2 separate regions of the Mus musculus genome follow, and region 1 is linked to region 2. Evidence: chromatin contacts called from public promoter capture Hi-C data. All regions are on one chromosome and are shown on one strand. The core of a region is the stretch at or near the end of the contact, and the rest is flanking DNA. Distances in the headings are between cores, read along the strand shown. Region 1 holds the start of Nat2 (N-acetyltransferase 2 (arylamine N-acetyltransferase)). Region 2 holds the start of Naf1 (nuclear assembly factor 1 ribonucleoprotein).

Region 1 (6,420 bases), core at 583-3,082, 630 kb after region 2:
TCTTTGTAGCTTTCTTTACCTCATTCCTGCTTTAGCTCCCATTCACATTGCCAGCTGCCTACTGTGTGCTTGCTGAGAATAGAGTCAGGGATGTAAATGTATGGCTTGTGCCCCAGAATCTGAATATTTAACCTCTCTGTACTTCCTGCTTTCTAACTGGATTCCATAAGAGGGTCAGGCCACAATACTTGAAGCAGCCTTCTCTCCATAGCTACGGGTACTGCTGGACAGGTTCCTTATCATCGGAGAGTCCGGAGCTATCAGGATTCCCAGGGCCAGTTACCATCAAGGGAAGTGTTGGCTTTTGCACAGTTGCTGTCACACAACCCGATCCCCAGCCCCTACCTACATTCCTGCTTGGGAGTCAGAGATCCTGGCTGCAGGCTCTTGCTATGAACTTCCCCCATCCTCACAAGGGATAAAAGGAGGCTCCCTCTTCTGGCCCATCCTCTTAGTCTCTTCAGAGACTCCACCAAACTGTCTGTCCATTGAGCTGAGCCCGAACAATTCTTGGAGCCCTGTCTTACTGTTGTCTCTGTGTCTATATGCCAATGCTGTTAATAACTTTTTCAATAAACCCATTATTGCCCAGTAATCCAGCCCAGAGACCTCTTGAATACCCTTCTCCATGCAGATTCCAATGCCAGGCCTCTAGTTTGCACTGCATAGCCAGTATTCCTCTCAGTCCTCGTCTGGTAGTGATCATATTAAGGTAAACGGAAAAGCAAGAGCTGAGATATTACCAAAGCTATAGGTTACATTGCCACAGTGATGCTTGCTTTATCTTGTGTTTGTGGAAATGGGCTCGTGTAGCCCAAGCTGGCGTTGAACTTGCTGTGTAGCCCAAGATGACCTTGAGTTCTTGATGGTCTCCCTTCACTTCTCAAGTGCTAGGATTGTGGGTATCAGCCACAGGGTAGCTGTTTTGTTGTTGTTGTTGTTGTTGATTGGGCTTTGGTTGTAGGAATGTAAGAGTTTGGAAGTTCTAGTTTAGGTATAAAACTATACAAGCAGATTGCCAACCAGTGGTTGTTGTTAACAAAGGAAGCAAAATCCCTCAGAACCATGCAGAGAGGTATTGCTGTGCATGCGTCACAGTGACCCAACTGAGCAGATAGAAACTGGGGATATAGTTCTATAACTCACTTCTCCTCACCTGAGCCACACCCGACTACATGCCACCAAGCATAAATTTAGGAATCTATTTTGACAACCCAGAATATAAGAACAGTGTGTGCCAAGGAGTCTTTAAATTATAGTGTACAGGGAAATAGCTAAGAAACAGCAAGCATTATCTACAAGAATCATTAGTATAAATCGAAAACAGAAATACATAGGACAGTTGTCGTTTTTTTGCAACCCATATCCGGACACACGTCATACACATTCCACAGTGTCTTTGGATAGAGCAGTAAAAGGACCTGAAGATGAGAAATGAAAAAGAAATAAGGGGGAAAACAAAACTTAGTGGAAGGAAAGGCATACATTAGGAATGTGGGTGACATGTGGTAACCGCTTCCTCCTCTACGTCCTTGATCTGCTTTGCAAGAGCCTATTTCAAGCTCTGACCTCTCACAGGCTCCCAGAGATCATAAACTCTGTGAAATGCAAACCTATCACGAGAAATGCAAAAATATCATGATATCTCACGCAAAGAACGGACTAGAGAAAGAGTTCACCAGGGTTAAGTGAAGCCCTACAACTACATTTCCCAGAGATCCTTGAGATGGTTTAAAAAAAAACTAAGCATAAGGGGCGGAGCAACTTGAACAGCCAATAAGAGCTCTTCCTTTGCAGACCAGGGAACTGAAACTCACTCAGCTTACTTCCTGGTCCGCCCGGTTGCAGTCCTGGTAGCGGGTAAGTGGGGGCTCCCTAATAGATTTGGAAATCAGGATTTCTTCCTCTTCCAGAAGGAAGACCGGGAGAGAACAGCACAACACAGTCCTGACTTTCCAGGCCCAAGTTCTTTTAGAAAGTTTGGGTGGCACATACTTCGAAGCCAAGCTAGGAATACTTTGCAGTACACAGGTGATTCTGACAAATGTTTTGTTTAAGTAGGTGACAGGCAGCCACATTCTATTAGATTTGAAGAGCCATTTAGTTCCTTTTATGCTGTTTCCTTATCAGTCACAAATGAACTAGTAATGGTGTTTACTTAAAGGGTTTCTGAGCGTTCAGGAGGTGCGTTAACAGCATAGGAAACCAATCCCTCCAATTTGTTCCCTCTGGGACTCTTTAACAATGTCATTCACTGCATTTCCAGAGGAACTCTTGGAAGTACTTTTGTCATGCTTGAAGAAGGGTAAGTGTGTAGGGTCTTAAGGAACACCAGAAAATCGACTACTTCCTGTGACTTAAGACTGAGACGTTACCTTGGAACACAGTCGACAGGTTTACTCAACAGTGTGGTGCCAGCTCATGCCAAAAGTCCTCGGAGCTAACGCCCCGTGACCCATGGACCCTGATATCATGAACTCTATTCTGTACTTTGGGCATAATGTCAACTACATTGCTTGGCTCTTTTCTGTTAACAGTTCTGCTCTTTCTCCAGCTCCGGTTTGACTGCCTCAGACTCAAAGCAACTGACTCCACCCCGACTTTAAAAAACAAAAAACAAAAACAGACAAATGCCAACTCTGATTTTATTATATTTTATTTTTTTAAGCTTCCTGCTAAAGACTAACTGTATGGTTTTACCATTTTTATCCATGGCGCGTATTTCTCTTGCCCTTTGCTAACCCTATTAGATTGTTTGCCTAGTAGCATCCCCTGCCTCTGCCTGGCTGTTGGAGGCCTTTACTCGCAGCCTTGGATGCCATGTAGGTTTTCTGTAACCGAAGTGCAGCTTGTTAGTGCTCTTTGCATATGGCCAAGCCAACAAGTCTAGTGTCTTCCACCCAGTTAATCAAAAAGATGGCTTAGGGTTGTCAACAGAGTTGGATTCTGTGGGCTTCAGGAAGAGAAATGAAAGAGAAAAGAAAAGGAATTAAGGGAGAAAATAGTACACATACAAAATTACAAGCAGTCCATTAGCTCTCATTACAACTTCACTGAATATCAGCAGTAATCCATGCAATAAATATATCGGCCCCTAATGGTGAATCCTCCTTCTAGTCTGACTACTGTCAGAAACCTATCATAGCTTTCTCCATCCGGATTGATCTTCTCTATTTTTTTTTCCTATGTTGGCTTCTTGTTCACAATTCCATTTGGCAAAGAATAAGGAGTTCTCTTACTAAAACAACCAGAAATCAGTGTTTTACATGAATGATGCAGAGGTTCTAAAGACACAGAGTTAAAACCAGGAAAGTTCTGCACAGCAGCCTGGTCTTTGGAGGCTATATCTAAAAATGACAATTTGTGATTGGTATGCCATATCATGTAGGGACAAATGACAGCAGCTGGTATAAATAACTATTGCATATTGGTTATTTGACTAAATAAATATTCCTGTGATCTTCAGAAAGCAGCAAGACTTTTATAGGTTACTGAAGACCCTCCAGAAACCCCCACTTAGTGTGTTTTAATCTGGTTATTGCAGTTCTATGGAATGAACTTGAAGCTGACCAAACTCAAATTCCCCCAAATCAGATGCCGAGGCAAAGTTACATGACTGAGTGAACTGAGGAAGTGCTGGGGTGTGTGTGTGTGTGTGTGTGTGTGTGTGTGTGTGTGCAGTCCTGCCTGTATAGGTTATAAATCACAAGTTTGCCCACACAAAAGCAAGGAAGCTATTCCTTCAAGGCCTTGTATCAACAAGTCCTTGGTCCAGAGCTGTGCTGGGAGGCCAACTTGACAATTATTTATGCAGCCTTTACCAAAAGAAGCAAGGGAGGCCCAGAAGCCATTGTGGAGACCTCCAAATCGCCTATGGAGTGTAAGGCTTTAGATATAAGCATAAAGGCCATGCCTCAGACATGGTGGGAATGGAAAAAAGAATCTACAGGTCTAAGTGAATTACTGACAGGATTATCACAAGCTCACTTTGGTCTTGAATCTTCTCCAAGCTCCTGTGCCCACTTGTGTGTGGGTGCACAAGCATGCCATGTTCTCTGTTCTTCGGTATATGTGGTAGACAGATGTGTAAAGGGTTTCGTGTGAGTCGTGGTGTATTTTACACTGTACTTAGCTTTTATTATCATCAATATTGTGTCTTTCTGTCTGTCTTTTAGTAAATGCCTTTACCCACTGAGTCATCCCACCAGCCCCATTGTGTATTTTCTTCAGTGTATCTTTGTCATTTTAGTTAAGGTGTGTGATCCAAGTCTTCCTGGGCTCTGTCTGTCCTTATTTTACTGCATATAGTTTTGCCTCACATGGCAATAATGATTGGCCAATCTCTATTGCTATATGAGGCATATCTATGTCTATGGAGGTATTTATCTAGATTAGGGATTTAGTTCGTCTTATGGTTTAGGTACAGAATGAATAGCTCAAATGCGGAAGGCTGATCCCCAGCTGCTGCGGCTGTTGGGTAGTGATTAGTTGTGAATGTTCACACCTCATGAATGGACTGAGTGGGTTCACAGCTGAGTGGCTTCTTAGGAAGTAGGGCCTGGTGGGAACAAGTGCATCACTGGGGGTGTGCCATCAAGGATACATCTTGCCACTGACTTTTTCCACTTTGTCTACTTCTTGGCCATGAAGTGAGGTTTTTGCCTTGCCATGGCTGCTACCATAACACTTCTGTCTCAACACAGACCCACACACACTAGCAGAGCCAGCTCACCAGACACTGATGGCTCTGAAATTATGACCCAAAATAGAGCTGTCTTCCTGCAGGTGTTTTGCTTAACATGTGTGTTGCTTTCTAATCACAGTGGAAGGTAGCTAACCACTGCTACAGAGCCTTAGTTGGACTTTGGACTGGATGACTCCAGGGTTTGCAATTCACACAATAAACAATAGATGAGAGTCAGAAGATGCCAAGCTAACCTTGAGGGCTGTCTGTCTTGGCTGATCAAAGACATTGTTCTTGTCAGGGAGAGTATCACACAAGTTTTCACCAGCCATGGCCCCACAGGAACACTGACTTTATAAAGATCTACACTGTCCAGCACGTGAATGTTGTTAGCTCACATTAGCCATTGCAAAAACAGATATTCCTATGGTGACTTTTTAGTAGTCCTTCAGGTCTTTCCAGTTCTGATCAATTCTCAGTCTAGCTTTATGACGGAGTTATATCTGTTTATAAGAGGAATAGGCTTGTTCAGGAGCCATAATATGCATTCCTTTCCACTCCCTCCCTGTATGGAAAAGATACATTGTATTTTATAGCATCTCAGCATGCTGCCCTCTCGATTTCTTGGCTTTCCTTTTCCTTTGCCTCTCCACTGGTTGGTAAAGAGGAAGCACTTCACCAGGATAGCTCATGGTTGTTTCACATTGTTGTCCCATGCCAGCTGACATTCTAATTCATTGACATGCTAACAGAATAACAGTCTGGGACAGTGTGCCCTTTGGGGACTTTGTAAACAGGGTTCCGTTATTTTACCTTTGTATGTTTCTGTGGAACTATCTATTGCCAGGCTGGTATCACCTTCCTTATGAAGAACGACTTAGTTCTCTGCCAGATGCTTGAACAACTCTCCTTCATCTTAGATTTCCATAATTAAATAGATATATTCACATGTCATGTATGTAGAACTCAGTTTTTCTTAAAATGTTATCTCCCTTGTTTTTCTGGTAGGATTTCTGCAAAATTTTCATGCACACATGCACACACAGACACACACAGACACACACACACACACACACACACACACATCTTACACCTTAAATTCTTTTTTCTCTAAATTCTATTCCAATTTTGTACTTTCCATATTAAATACTTTGGTTCCTTTATATTCCTGTCAGCACTTTACTGACTTTGACATGGCTTTATCTCTCCATTAGCCTTGACTCTGACCACCAAGTGGTCCTTCTACATACCTAGTATGTTATTGTGTATTGTGTTATATCTATAGAGTACTGCTCATCACAATTAATGTAATGTCTTACATAATGTCCATAATTAGTTTCTAAGTTTGAAGTCTTTCATTGCAGAAAGCACAATGTTCAGTCTTTCTTATCTGTCACCTATTTGAGACCATTTATCTGTACTATGTCCCTCTAAACACCTTTTAGTAATTTTTTTCATTAATCCTCTTTGGTATGCTTGCTCATCTCCTAGTGACACTCCCCTGGTACGTTTTCATTCTCTATTTTCACTTTTTAAACATGTATGAATAACATTGTCTCTATTGCTAATTTCTTCTGTGAATCCAGTTTGTCTAGTAAAATGTCCAATTGGAGTTGTACTTTTTCATTTTGGAAGAGGTGAGAGAATCAAATACTACAGGAGATCCTTTAGTGGCATGTCTTCTACATGGAAGTTGTTGCTCTCCTTCTTTGGTGGCATCCACATTAAGACTGCCA
Region 2 (6,848 bases), core at 3,935-6,434:
ACATAGAAATGTGTACGTAGTAACTTGGAGTTATTGGTGGGAGGTGGGGGTCTAACACCATGCAAGGTAGGCAGTTGCCCAGCCACTGTGCTGCTTAAGGAATATTAAAATATAAAGGCTATGTGTGTCCTTCATTTGGGAACATAAACCATAGAGGCGGGTAGTAACCCCACGACCGGATTTATTATAATATTTATACTACAGTTTTGCTTTATAAGAGTTACCATGGTCATGGTGTCTCTTGACAGCAATAAAACCTGAGCTAAGAGAGCCCCAATATTATGTGTCTGTCTGACATTTCTTTTTTTCTTTCTCTTTTTTCTTCCTTCCTTCCTTCCTTCCTTCCTTCCTTCCTTCCTTCCTTCCTCCCTCCCTCCCTCCCTCCCTCCCTCCCTCCCTCCCTTCCTTCCTTCCTCCCTTCCTTCCTTCCTTCTGTTCTTTATTTTACATATAGGTTTATTTGTTTTCTTTTTTCAGTAGGTTCCAGGGATGGCACTCAGCCCTTCACGACTGTATAAGCAAGCACAGCAGTGACGGAACTATTTCTCTAGCCCTGGTTTTTGTTTTTGAAATAGGGTCTCACTAAGGCTACAAGCCTTAAATAACGTTAAACTCCCTAAGGTGCTCCTGCTTCAGTCCCCCAAGTGAATGCTGGGATTATAGACAGGAGCCCCCACTCTCAATTAAAATGTGGATTGTGATGCAGATGGTCTGGGGCAGGGCCAGAGATTCTACCCTGTGCCCTGTGACAAGTGTCAACCTTCTTCACATTTGAACAGGAGACAGGCAGTACAGAGCAGCAGCCTGATGAACTGGTTAGGATTAGTTTTCCTTTGTCTTCTTTGTAATATAATTTTTTCAGTCTTAACAGTGTACAGAATATTGTAATTTGTTAAATTGTTTTCCTAAATTTTATTTTCACATATGAAATAATGTATCATTCTGAAGATTTGGCCTTTAATTGGGAATTAATTCAACACGAGGCAAATTCTCCTCTCGAAATTTTACTGGTGATTCTGTCAGGTATTCAGATGACAAAAAGTTAGAGTTAGCCTTGGGCTAAACACTTCAGGCTAAGTTTAGCAGCTATTAGAAGTAATGCAGTAGGAAGGAAAGTTCTGGAAGTACTGGAGGTAAATTCAGGACATTTTGAAACATTCAAGCACTTAGAAAAAGAACCAATTGTGAAAGAGTGACCTATTTCAAAGTCAGGCACAGGTACAGCTATTATTATCCTAAAACTCAGGCTGTCCCCATCTCAGAAAGAAGAGATTTTTACCAGCAACAGCGGCTTCCTTAGATATCACTGAAGTAATATACAGAGAATGAACAACTACAGTGTCATCTTCAGTGCTATCTAAAATATAAAAAATAAAATATACGTTCTATATTTTTTTGTTTTCCTTTCATTCTTCTATTCAAATATCTCTTCAGGGGCTGATAAATGGCACAGTGGGGCAACACCCTTGCTGTTAAGCCCAATGAACTGAGGTCAATCCCTAGAATCCACATGGAGGAAGACAACGAGAACTGGCTCTTTTAAGTTTTCCTATGGCCCCCATATGTACCTGCCCATACACATGCACACACACAAAATAGATGTTTCAAAAAGTCTTCATAATATTTGTTATAGGGGCATGGTGGCACACGCCTTTAATCCCAGCATTTGGGAGGCAGAGGCAGGCGGATTTCTGAGTTCAAGGCCAGCCTGGTCTACAAAGTGAGTTCCAGGACAGGCAGGGCTATACAGAGAAACCCTGTCTTGAAAAACAAAACAAAACAAAACAAAACAAAACAAAACAAAACAAAACAAAACAAAACAATATTTGTTATAATCTGGACAAGAAAGAAATATCTATAATAGTTAGACAAAGTTCTTAGGTCCATAAGACTTCATTTTTCAGGAGAAAAAGAAACAATAAGGGATAATAAATATAGTAGCTAGTACCTAATTTCATAGGTATAACTTGAAGATATTGGTCAGAGAAAAATAAGCATTAATTTAGGCAGTGACTACTGCTTAAGTACCAAGGTTGAGTGCGGAGGGTCTCTTCTGGAGTGTTACAGTTACCTGGGAACAATGAGCAAATAGTCCCTGCTCTTATACCAGCAAAGGGAAAAGGTCAGATATGGAGAATAAGTCTGCTAGGCTGAAGGACTTCTCAACCAGAATCCATGGGTCACAAGAGAGGGGGAGAGAGCAGAAGACAAAAATAAGAGAGTAAATTGCATCCAGTTCAAGATCAAATGGAGCTTGAAACCTAAGCTGGGCATTAAGGTTGGTTATTTTTGTTTGCTTGTTATTCAGTTCTTCCTTGTGCACTTTTCCTGTTTTCTCAGATTAACATATTCATGGATCTCTTTAAAGGCCTAGCTCATCACCCTAATGTAAAAGCCTGCTATAGTGCTGGGCGGGTATGGGGTGGTATGGGGTGGTCCTGGGGCTCCCTATCTATCTTGGGGGCCACTTTGTTTCCATTTCTGTTAAAGATGATCTTAGACATGGCTGGAATGCACCTGTTTTCTTCTGGTCTGACAAGATATAAACCAGACAGTGTAAGGCTAGGGTGTGGCTCAGTGGTAGAGTTCATCAATAACCTATTAGGTCCTACCTTCACTCTCCAAAGTGGCAAGGAAAGACATGGGTGACCCAGCCCATGGGACAGATATAGTCAGATATGGTAGCTTGATAATCCTTTTCCCTCTTATTGTTGTGGGGCAGTTACAAAATATCAGCTTCACTGAGAAAAGTCTGAGCTTTCCTTAGAAGGATTAGCTTTGTTTTAAGGTTCAAAAAAGTTGCATCTGTGTGGGAGAAGTCTTGTTTTCTGGAAATCTCTGAGGCCAGCAGCCTCACACTGCTAAATGGTCTGTAGCGAGGACCTTTGAAATATGCTTGAGCCAGGTTTATGGCTACTGAGAGTATTATAGTTACGTTACTTCCCAGACTGCACACTGCAGTTTCTTACCTTCTTCTACTTCACAAATATCTCTTGTTTTCCAACTTATCTTTTTTACTGAACTATGAATTCCTTCTGAGGAGGATTGTGATTCATTAGTCTTCTTATACAAGCAAGCTATACAGCAGTGCATAGCTCAAAACAATGCTAAGTAAACAATTTTGGAATGAGCAGATGAGTTCTGGAATTCTCCTTGAGCTCTGCTTCTGATCCTAACTCTTTATTGATTGCTTGTCTTGTATCTTTAAATTTCCTTTAGCATTTTCAATTGACTACGATGTTTTTTTCTGAGTCAATTTTAAACAGTCATTAGCATTTTTTCAACTTCTCCAGTTTTACAGGTGTCTTAATCAGGGTTTCTATTCCTGCACAAACATCATGACCAGGAAGCAAGTTGGGGAGGAAAGAATGTACTCAGCTTACACTTCCATACTGCTGTTCATCACTAAAGGAAGTCAGGACTGGAACTCAAGCAGGTCAGGAAGCAGGAGCTGATGCAGAGGCCATGGAGGGATGTTAGTTACTGGCTTGCTTCCCCTGGCTTGCTCAGCTTGCTTTCTTATAGAACCTAAGATTACTACCAGCCCAGGCATGGCACCACCTACGAGGTGTCCTCCCCCCTGTATCACTAATTGAGAAAATGCCTTAAAACTGGATCCCATGAAGGCATTTCCTCCTTTCTCTGAGATAACTCCAGCTTGTGTCAAGTTGACACAAAACCAGCAAGTACAATAGATAACATCAACTTCTTTGTTCTTTCCTAGGTCACAAATTTTCTAGTACCTTGTTAAGGTCTTAAGATTTTGAATTGTCATTTATTCTACCTCATTGACTTAACCCCTAGTTTAGACTGCAATCATCTAATTTCTGAAAAAAATATAACATTTTGCTGCCCACAGAAATATTCTAAATAACATGTTGTCTCTTCTAAAATTCAGCTGTGTATCTCTACATATCAGTCATTATCAATGATACATATTATTCATAAATCCATGCTTTGGTTCACTTTGCAGGGGTATCTGTACAATGAATGCATGCTAGACAAGTCTTGCTTCTCTATACCATCTTATTTAATGTTCTATAAACTAAATGAGATAGTATTTTTGTCTGTATTCTACAGGTAAGTAAGATTTAGTTACACCCGGTTGCATATTTCAAGAAAAATGATAGAATTGGGGTTTTAGGATATGAGTATTTACTTGGGAAATATTGCCTTAGTACCTACCGTCTTGGATTTCTATTTCATCTGGAAGGGTTTCCAGGACACAGCCCACCAATTTTAACTTTCCATTGTTGTGCCTTTGAACAGTCTATTCTATACTTCAATTCTCTGCCAAGGATTCACCTTTGCTTTTAAAACTCACATTGGATTGTAAGCATTGTAATGTGCAGGAATGCCTGGATTGCTTCTTCTTTTACTTTAACTGAGAGTCTTCTATGGAGCTCCTACAATCAATTGTCAGTAAATAACATATAAAATTTTACATAGTCCTTCATGAATATGTATGCCTACTAAGTTGTTGCAATATTATTAGGTGAGACATTGATGCATCAAATTGAAGACCCAGAAAACCAGAAAAGTTTGATCTTTTCCTAAATCTTCTTTTGTAGTCTTGGCCTGTCCTGGAACTAGCTCAGTAGACCAGGCTGGCATCAAAATCACAGAGATCCACCTACCTCTGCCTCCTGAGTGCTGGGAATAAAAGCATGCACCAACACCTGGCGATAACTCCCCAAGTCTTAAGAACTTGGTGCTTGAGTGCCTTACAATCTGACGAAAAGATCTCCAGATTAAAATGCTACATTTTAGAGTCACCCCACACTTCCTATGAAGCAGCATCAACTATGATATAGCCCTGCCATAACATTATCAGTAAAATCCTTTACAACTCTTGTCTTTTCAATATACTGGAGAAAGAAAAGTATTGTTTTTTCTCTCACGGTGAGAATGTAAATGTGGTTTTATTTTCATTTAACTTTCAAGATAAATTACTAAAAGCGTCTTTTGAAGACGTTCTGACTCAAGATTCTCAAGTACAGAAACTAGTACTATAATCCTCATTCATTCCCACCACGCCTGGAAGCCCTCGCTTTAGTGAGCAGCACAGTTCACCAGAAGCAGTGAACTTGGCGGACTTAGGACCGCGCGGAAGCCAAGTTTCCTCCATAGTTGGAATCCTTCAGCCCCTGGGAACCGGCGTCTCGTTCATGACGTCACCGGCCCTCCCGGAAGTCCCGTGAATGATGCCGGGGGCGTGTCCTCAGGTCGGTCCGCGTGCGGTTACCTGAGAAACGCGCGGGCTTCAGCGTGGCCGAGTTGGCTAGCTTGGCTTCTGAGGAGACCCTCGCGCTGCTCTGCGGCCCGGGCGGCGCCATGGAGGTGGTGGAGGCCGCCGCGCAGCTGCAGACGCTCAAGTTCGGCGGCTCCGGCCAGGGGTCGGCAGCACCGCAGCCACCTGAGGATCGCCGGGAGGCCCCGCCGCCGGGGGTGCAGCCGCCGCCGCCAGCCCCGAGCTCGGATCCCGGCGGAAGACCACCGCCGCTGCCAGCCCCGAGCTCGGATCCCGGCGGAAGACCACCGCCGCTGCCAGCCCCGAACTCGGATCCCGGCGGAAGACCACCGCCGCTGCCAGCCCCGAGCTCGGATCCCGGCGGAAGACCACCGCCGCTGCCAGCCCCGAACTCGGATCCCGGCGGAAGACCACCGCCGCTGCCAGCCCCGAGCTCGGATCCCGGCGGAAGACCACCGCCGCTGCCAGCCCCGAACTCGGATCCCGGCGGAAGACCACCGCCGCCGCCAGCCCCGAGCTCGGATCCCGGCGGAAGACCACCGCCGCCGCCAGCCCCGAACTGGGATGCGGGCGGAAGACCACCACCGCCGCCAGCCCCGAACTCGGATCCCGGCGGAAGACCGACTCCGCCGCTGCCAGCCCTGAACTGGGATGCGGGCGGAAGACCACCGCCGCCGGGCGGGGCCTGGGTCACCGGCCGGAACGCCGCGGAGCCGCCGCCAGTGCTGCAGGCCTCGGACTCCTCGGACTCGGATTCGGACAGGTCGAGTGCACGAGAGGCCGGAGGGGGGCCGGGGACACGGGGCCTGGGGAGCGGGGCGCGCGGGCGTGCTCTGCGGGGCGGCGCAGCCGAGCTCCGTGCCACGTGCTCTCTGGGAGCTGGGACCCCGGGCTCGCCGGAGTGCTTCCCATGGTCCCAGCTACTTCTAGGAGTTCCCGCTTCCTTTCCAAACGTGATAGTCCCCAAAGTTACACGTGAAGTTAGTCACATGTTTGCAGTGTAGAAGCCTCGACGTTGGTAGATTATTTGTAAAATTACTCTGCTATGTTATTACCATAGGAACTCAGTTTAACATGTGCATTGGGGTTAGAAATTCTGACTCTTGTTTCAGTTCAGAATTGCTACGTTTTTCGTCGAGACTACTTTTTTGAGACCTCAGGAGTTAAGGGTCAGGAACAGGATTACCTTATGTTTCAAACTTCATTGCCCCCCTTTCCAGCGAGGATCTGGTGTAGCCCAGACTGGTCTGTAGCCTGGGAGGCTGACGTTGAACTCCTTGGTCCTCCTGTCTCCACCCTCCCAAGTGCAGGGTTGTACAACCATCCACTACTGTTCTCTACAAGTTGCTTCTTGACAGTTAATGGTATTCTGTAGACTCTTCATAGGGAGCTGGGTTCTATGAAATTTGCAAACCAGTTTCTTGGTATTTGGGGCTCTGTGCTTTACACAGACATTTCCTCTGTGTGTTGTTCATTTGTGGAAGAAGGCCCAGAACATAGAAGGCTATCAAACTACAAATGTTTGAGTAAGCATGGGGTGAGGGGGTTTCGGGAGATGGAACACTTTTAGGAAACCACTGAGAGAGGCAAGGGAGAA

Evidence for each region. Capture Hi-C pulls out chosen DNA fragments and counts their contacts.
Region 1: a contact with region 2 is called in a promoter capture Hi-C map of liver. The contact joins the promoter of Nat2 here to the promoter of Naf1 in region 2. A contact is called at or near these places in 3 of 484 Hi-C or Micro-C datasets (CD4 T cells, Th1 cells and erythroblasts), 1 of 115 datasets of contacts at active chromatin or transcription factors (memory CD8 T cells) and 1 of 9 other capture datasets (liver).

Annotation. Positions count from the first base shown.
Region 1 is chr8:67,493,043-67,499,462 of GRCm38.p6, forward strand. It overlaps Nat2 (N-acetyltransferase 2 (arylamine N-acetyltransferase)), which reads left to right and starts at 1,833. Exons shown (of 2, transcript NM_001168577.1): 1 at 1,833-1,860.
Region 2 is chr8:66,855,033-66,861,880 of GRCm38.p6, forward strand. It overlaps Naf1 (nuclear assembly factor 1 ribonucleoprotein), which reads left to right and starts at 5,185. Exons shown (of 8, transcript NM_001163564.1): 1 at 5,185-6,014. The coding sequence starts at 5,335.